Regions from separate parts of the Pan troglodytes genome. Here region 2 is linked to region 1. A link is a contact called in public Hi-C data. All regions are on one chromosome and are shown on one strand. Each heading gives the region's core, a stretch centred on a gene start, on an enhancer-like site or on the middle of the called end of the contact. The rest is flanking DNA. Distances are from core to core; before and after follow the strand shown. Region 1 overlaps AIM2 (absent in melanoma 2). Region 2 overlaps IFI16 (interferon gamma inducible protein 16).

What was found. Hi-C and Micro-C count contacts between places; a contact is called where the count stands out from the background.
Region 2: a Hi-C map of a lymphoblastoid cell line shows a contact between it and region 1, with 4 times the contacts expected there. The contact joins two enhancer-like sites. A contact is called at or near these places in 2 of 7 Hi-C or Micro-C datasets (induced pluripotent stem cells and a lymphoblastoid cell line).

What each region holds. Positions count from the first base shown.
Region 1 is chr1:90,134,388-90,138,246 of NHGRI_mPanTro3-v2.0_pri, forward strand. It overlaps AIM2 (absent in melanoma 2), which reads left to right. Exons shown (of 8, transcript XM_063796329.1): 5 at 1,288-1,421; 6 at 3,661-3,859. Among named protein-coding and RNA genes, the nearest start is that of PYDC5, 64 kb to the right of the region's middle. Within about 2 kb of position 1,569, at least 1 of the 24 cell types and tissues checked has an H3K27ac peak or open chromatin away from gene starts, as enhancers often do. A contact at or near this core is called in a lymphoblastoid cell line, where this site is marked.
Region 2 is chr1:90,181,917-90,185,941 of NHGRI_mPanTro3-v2.0_pri, forward strand. IFI16 (interferon gamma inducible protein 16) reads right to left here. Exons shown (of 11, transcript XM_054687371.1): 3 at 3,501-3,785; 4 at 2,315-2,430; 5 at 1,605-1,772; 6 at 1-82. The coding sequence starts at 3,777. Among named protein-coding and RNA genes, the nearest start is that of PYDC5, 16 kb to the right of the region's middle. Within about 2 kb of position 2,600, at least 5 of the 24 cell types and tissues checked have an H3K27ac peak or open chromatin away from gene starts, as enhancers often do. A contact at or near this core is called in a lymphoblastoid cell line, where this site is marked.

The DNA.
Region 1 (3,859 bases), core at 319-2,818:
AAAATCCCTATGACAGCAGGTGTTGACTTGCTTGAGGACTGAAAGAAGGCCAGTATGGCTGGAGTACAGAGAATCTTCAGAGGGCAGGATGGGGTCCCCTCGATAGAAGGAAAATGCAAGGCCTTGTAGAACATAATTAGAAATCTGTGGCCAGGCGCGATGGCTCACGCCTGTAATCCCAACACTTTGGGAGGCTGAGGTGGGCGCATCACGAGGTGAGGAGTTCAAGACCAGCCTTACCAACATGGTGAAACCCCGTCTTTACTAAAAAAATACAAAAATTAGTCAGGCGTGGTGGCATGAGCCTGTAATCCCAGCTACTCAAGAGGCTGAGGCAGGAGAATCACTTGAACCCAGGAGGCGGAGGTTGCAGTGAGCCAAGATTGTGCCACTGCACTCCAGTTTGGGTGACGGAGTGAGACTCCGTCTCAAAAAAAAAAAAGAAATCAGCCCTTGTTTCATAGCAGCAGTTTATTCATTTTCACTACTACATAAGATTCCATTTAATTGATAATTACATGTACACATAAACTGATATACATATATATATAGAGAGAGAGAATTGGTATATTTTTTATTGTTATTTTAGTCATTGGAGGCCATTAGGAATAATGCTGCTATGAATATTTATGTACATTATAAGCCTTATATACTTATCTTTGTATGTTTGTATTTGTATGTGTGTTTCTCTTGACTGTACACCTGTGAATGGTATTACTGGATGTTAAGATAAGTAGATATTGAATTTTAATAAATAGCGTCCCAAACCATTTTCCAAAGTGTTATACCAATTTAAGACGACTACTACTTCATAGTTATTGTTTCTTGTCTTTTTTTTTGAGACAGACAGGGTCTCACTGTGTCATCCAAGCTGGAGTGCAGTGGTGCAATCATGACTCTCTGCAGCTTTGAACTCCTGGGCTTAAGTTATCCTCCTGCCTCAGCCTCCCAAGGCTGGGACTAAAAACATGTGCCATTACACCTGGCTAATTTTGAAAATATTTTTTGTAAAGATAGGATCTCCCTATGTTGACTAAGCTGGTCTCAAACCCCTGGCCTCAAGCGATCCTCCAGCCTTGGCCTCCCAAAGTGCTGGGATTACTGGTGTCTGTGCCAGGTCCGGTTTCTTTCATTTTAAAATAAGATTTTTTTTTTTTTTTAAGAAAAATTAGCTGTTCTTGAAGATATCTTAATATGGTTTTAGTATTTATTCCTGGTGACATTTGAAAATGTGCACTGCTCATATGTTTATATGCTTATTGGCCATGTCTTTCATTTTTTAATCAGTTGATAAGCAATACAAATCGGTAACAAAACCAAAGCCACTAAGTCAAGCTGAAATGAGTCCTGCTGCATCTGCAGCCATCAGAAATGATGTCGCAAAGCAACGTGCTGCACCAAAAGTCTCTCCTCATGCTAAGGTAGGATGAGGAGAGTGGAGTGGTCTTTGTCCTTGTAAGAGCATCACTGCCACTGTCATTTCCCATATTGTTCTCTGTTCTTTATCTCATAGCATGCAAATAAGGGAAGCAAGGCCACAGCATGAAAAGCATTCTGAGTCACAAAAACAGGAACTACCTTTGATTCATCAGATTAAACACCTGTTGAGTTTCTAATCTCTGCCAGGTTCTGGACACATTAACACTTCGTTATGTTTTGGATTCTATAAGAAGAAAACTCTGAGATAGACCGTTGTTTACAGGAAGTCTATTTTAGAGCACTTTCAGAATTAATATCTGTGAGGAAGTGAAAGGAGAAGAAGAGGAAGAATGTCAAGTCCAATGTAGTTGCAATAGAGGCCTTGGCCTACCCTACAGGGAGCTCGGGAGCTGAGAATGTCTTTCAGGGCTCCCAAGATTTGTGAGGGAGTCTGTGGTTTGTACAGGCCCAGGCTCTGGGTCACATCAGAGATCCAATTCACAGACTCTGACACTCGGCCTGGCATGCCTCTGTTTGTTTTCTGCTTGGTTCTTGACAGCAAATTGCTTTTTTAAAAGTAATGTAAAAAAGCCCTTTATACACCTGCATGGGCAAGGTGAGGTGGCCCCATTTAGCTGAGAGAGTAGTGGCTGGAGAGTGTCATTGGTGAGAATGATTAGTTTAGTCCTGAGGGAGCGGCAGACAATGTTAGAAAGGCCCAGCACAGAATCTACCACACATGCAGTTTCATTTCCTATGAAGCAGGTATTACATTATTTTATACCTGTGTGAGCTCTAGAAACTGATGATATATACTTCATTCTCTTTGTCTAGAGGAACCATTTCCTCTGGGTTTGGCCCAGAAACTTCTGGATTTTTCAGGAAAACAAGGTTCAAGTATAAATGGTGTGATTCCCTCATCAGTAATGAAAATATGCATTATTCAGTCTGGAAGACCCAAATAAAGATACATGAACCAAAGAGAAGGACTTTTGTAGTGGACCTCAGTGGAGCTGACCTTTCCCTGCATTGATCCAAATGCAGTCAGTTATGCTGCCCATCAGGGCCCCTTACTGGCCCAAGCTCCACTGGCCCAAGCTCCAGGTCACATCAGAGACACCCTTCGGAGACTCCTACACTTGGCTTTTTATGCCTCTGTTTGTTTTGCCCTGTATTTCCCTTTGGTTCTAAATGGCAAGTGGCTTTTAAAAAGTAGTATTTTCTCCCAAAACAAACCAAAAAGAGGTATCTTATCTCTGTTAATTCAGAAAAATAAAAAGCACAGAGAAGAGAATAAAATTATCTATAATTGTATCTTCTAGGAAAAAAATATATTGATTTTGGTAAAAATCTCTCTAGTGTGTTTGTGTGTGTGCTTTAACTGCTTATTTATCCAATAAGAAACAGATTGTTTATCTGTTTAGGACCTTTCCCTTTATTGAATCAGTTATAACAGTTTACCATATTTCTCTAAAGCATTTTTAATATTTGCATAGTAATCTTTTTGTGACTATACCATATTTTATTTAACCAAATCTATTTTTTAGATATTTAAATTATTTCTTTTTTTATAATTTCAAATAATAAGATGTACTTTTTAAATATAAACCTTAGTGCATAATTCATTATTTAAGGGTAAATCCATAAATGTAGTATTAATTCTCCTTTTAAATTTCTCCTTTAACTCACTCATAAGATCTCTGAACTAGGTCTCCCTCTTAACTCACATTAAATGTAATCTGCATTTTGTTATGTACAATGCTCCCTAGGAATTTGGGGAGCCCTGTGCTGGTCACTGAGCTCCCTCACTTTTATACCAGAGTAAAATGAACGTTTAGGACAGTATTGGATAGAGAAACAAGGACACATGCCCAAATGGAATCGATAGAAGATGGAATCAGATTTATCAGATTTACCCCAAGGCTTAGCAGTATTTCAGAAATCTGATGAAGTCTTTATATATAGCACATGGCAAAGCAAGGATTTGGTTTCAGGGATCCTACCTCCAAAACGTGTTACACCGTCTTACCTGAATACAGGAGTTGAAATCTTCCTTCTGCACTCTCTGTTCTATCTGGATCATTCTAGGCCTCAACTCTCTTCGTATCCCCTCTGTATCTCTTCCCTTGATTCCACCTATCTTCTGCTGGCTTTCTGAGGTTTAGCACTGTGGGTGAAGTAAGGTCCTTTCAATAGTACCTTTTTGACTCACAGCTGATATCTTTCTTCTCTTGTCTTCAGCCTGAACAGAAACAGATGGTGGCCCAGCAGGAATCTATCAGAGAAGGGTTTCAGAAAGGCTGTTTGCCAGTTATGGTACTGAAAGCAAAGAAGCCCTTCACGTTTGAGACCCAAGAAGGCAAGCAGGAGATGTTTCATGCTACAGTGGCTACAGAAAAGGAATTCTTCTTTGTAAAAGTTTTTAATACACTGCTGAAAG
Region 2 (4,025 bases), core at 1,350-3,849, 49 kb after region 1:
TCAGTACCTTCACTATCACTGGGCCTTTTTGGAGAACATTTCTTCTGGGAGTTACCTGACATTTGGCCACTGTTTTCGGGTTCTGTGTATGATAGCACAGGAGAACAAAGAAAAATGTCTAATTGAGAAATACAGAACTGCTATTCAGTGACCTCAGTATAACACAGGGCCCCAAAACTTGCACAGATGTTTAGAGCTGGAGTCAGGTTAGAGAGGGATTGCGAGCCAGGGCAGAAGATATCTTAAACTGGTACGATAGCAAGATGAAGTAACAGAGGAGACCATATAGTGAAAAGATGACCTTTCTGTAAACAGAATCATCCTTAAGAAATAAAGCATAAGAGCAACATAAGACCAGTGGATACTGAAAGCCAGTGTCATGAAGTAACTTAATAAATTTTAGGGCCAGGCGCGGTGGCTCACACCTGTAATCTCAGCACTTTGAAACGCTGAGGCGGGTGGATCACCTGAGATCAGGAGTTTGAGACCAGCCTGGCCAACATGGTGAAACCCTGGCACTACTAAAAGTACAAAAATTAGCTGAGTGTAGTGGCAGGCGCTTGTAATCCCAGCTACCTGGGAGGCTGAGGCAGGAGAATCACTTGAACCTGGGAGGTGGAGGCTGCAGTGAGCCGAGATTATGCCACGGCACTTCAGCCTGGGTGACACAGCGAGACTCTGTCTCAACAACAACAACAACAATAAATAAATAAATAAATTTTAGAATGAAATAATTTCTTATACTATTTCTCTTACCAGCTTAAAGTGCCAGAGCCTAAAAATAGACAAAGTTAAATGACATTTAAAATGATCAATACTAAAAAAAAATAAAAATAAAATAAAAAATGAAAAATGGTGCCCACCACAAACTATAGACACAAAGAGTGTTCAGTTATCACCAGTGTAGACAGGGCAATTTAAAGAGCACATTTCATAGTGTTCCTACCCAAGATTCAGTTTGCTTACAGCAGGTGAGAACACAAGTAGGATAAACCCCTCAGAATGCCATCATCTCAGTAGGTTCAGGCTGGAGAAACTCTACAGAGTGTCATTCCCACCACCATAGCCTTTCTCAGTGTCAGGGCTCTAGCAGGTAGCATGCTAACAGAAACCTGGGGCTCAGAGTGGGTTTTCTTTAACATCTTTACTCTTTAACATCCCAGTCTCCTTGAACTGCAATAGAACAGTTTTAATGCAGGGGAGGTTGTTTAATCTATAAGAAAAAGAGCTGAGGGTGTGGATAACCTCATTCACAAACTAGCAGGTGCTGGAGAGGTCTGACATGGAATACTATAGTGAACCAAGGGAAGAGGTATGAAGGACATGGGAGCAGTAGACAGTGAGCCCACAGCTGACAGTTCTGTACTGCATAGCTCTCTCTCCCTTCCCCAAACAACACAGAACAGAAAACTTCCTGCAGTCAGAGATAATGTCAAGTTCATCAAGTATCCCTGTGAAAGCAAAAGATCAAAATGTAGTGGTTTCTCAATATGTACATTGGATTAACTAGCAAATTATCGATGCAATTTTTAAGTAACCGGTGAAATCAGTCCTTTACTTTGGGTTGAAAAAAACAAAGCAAAATGGGACCAGGAAGAGTGTACCTCAGTTGAAGAAGTGTTGGGTGGAGCTGATAATGAGGTCTTGGGAGATGGGGAACGGCCCATGGCTGTGGACATGCCGGCTCCTGCAGGAGAGGGAGGCTGAGTCTGTTTCTCGGACACCTTACTCCCTTTGGGTCCAGCCTTTTCTTTGGTTGATTTTTTTCTTTTCTGAAAGTGGTTTGATTTTCCTGTTATTCGTTTTCAGTGCCAAATGAAGTAGAGCACATTTTCATTATTGGATAGCAGTTTTATTATTCCTAAGATGTTTCTTGGAAACTTGAGAGGTTGCTGCCCATCTCTCGCCAGTTTAAGAGATGGGCATAGATGGTTTCATTAAACGAAGAAAGAGGAGAATGTTATACACATTATTTCTCTAATTATTTCTGTTATGGGATGTGCTGACTTGGGATTAGAGAAACTAGGTTTTTATACACATGGACAAAGTACTTACCTGATTCTCACGTTGACACTCCACTCTACTAGAATGAAGGTATCACATTTATGTTATATATATTTACATTATGTTTACTCATGTGTTTGGTGCATTGCTTTGAGCATCAATAAGATGATCAATTATCATACAATTTGGTAAATCTGAAACTTGATGGGAAACATGAAGAAATAACTGCCTGCTGGAGAGATTGAGTGGAAGAGCCGTAGCAGAGCTTCCTCTGTGGGACTTGAAGCCTGCTCCTCTTCCTGAAGCTTACCTGAGCTCCAGGAGTTGCCTCTGCTCCTTCAGTTTTGACAGTGCTGCTTGTGGAGGGTGCAGGTGAAGTAGCATCCACTTCCTTCTTCCTCTTTCTTGATAGGGCTGGTCCTTTTACTGGAATAGATTCAATTTTATTCCCAACCAATGCAGAAAAAAGGAAGACATATAAACGATCTCCGACAGCTGAAGCAGTTTCAATACAATTTGCTCTCAGTTCCTGCTTGAGGGTTCAGCTGTGCTTTAGTCTAGCTCTACTGCATTAGCCCAGCCTGGCCTTAAGGAGACCAGCAGTCACAAGACAGGAACAAGCACTGACTCATGCTCCTCAGCACTTTCCTCACTCCTCCCCTGTGCACTGAGCACATGCTTCCTGTTCTCTGAACTCCATGTGCTTCAGTTAACCCTTTCCCCACTCCTCCCCTGTGCACTGAGCACATGCTTCCTGTTCTCTGAACTCCATGTGCTTCAGTTAACCCTTTCCCCACTCCTCCCCTGTGCACTGAGCACATGCTTCCTGTTCTCTGAACTCCATGTGCTTCAGTTAACCCTTTCCCAATGCGGTTCTCCGATCATTTTGTTTTAAAAACTAATGTTTTCATGATGCAGACTGCTAGGTCACATTCCCCAGGTAAAGATATTCAAATTATAGAAACCAGCCAAAGGTTTCCATGAGGAAGGATATACTGATTTTGGACTTAGACTTTTTCAAATCCTTTTTTTTAACTTGATATAACAAGAGGGGAGATCACACTTCTGAGAGGCAGGCTCACATGTAAGTATTGCATTTTTTTAAATTATAAAGGGTAGTGATGGGTTAAATGGTCTCAATAGAACAGATACATTCATTGGCTAAATGTACATATCTTGAATTTAAACAGTTTTTATGATTTTATTATTATATAATCTTTCTAATGTACTGGAAGTCTCAGTCCCCCTTCAACTCCCTCTCACTTTTGTTCTTTCACTGATCCCAAATATACATTCTGAAATACTTCAATCTACACCAGTAATGGAATGCACTAAGTTGTCAACTTGTTGGCCTCTGAAGTACCAACATTGTCTCAGCTGTTGAGTCACAAACTGGGGAAAACACATCTCAAGTATGTCTGAGGTGGGGCTCTAATCAATGTTGGGGAGGGTTTGGGGATGGTTGCAGGGAGTGGGTGTTCCCTCTTCCCAATTACCTTTTAACTTTTCTTTTTTAAGAGTTTCAGCCAGGTCTTCAAGCGTTGGTATATCTTTGAAAATTTGTATTAGTTTGCCCAAACCAGCATCACCTCGGAACTTTTCTTCCATCAAGTCAGCAATCTGAATTTTGTCATACTCTTCTCTCATTTTTAAATTAAGTTTTAAATCGTTGCTCAGTAAGGACTTAACCATTCTAAAATGATAATCATTGATGACCTCTAATCCTTTCAGTAGAACAATGTTCTTGTATTTTTTTTCCATCTTTACAGACATAAGTGAGCCTACAAGAGAAAATGGTATATACAGTGTTACACATGTATACAGACAATTTAAAAGATGTATGCCTATGTGAGTGAGTGGCCCATATGAAAGAGTTGTTCATGAATATGTGTGATAAAGAAGGACTCAACGACCAAATGTGTTACTGTAGAAATTGAGTGAAGAACTGCTGGGTTAGGAATGTCTAAGAAATTATTCCCATTGCATGAGAATAGTTGAGTTGGGTCCAGTTGTTAGAGGGA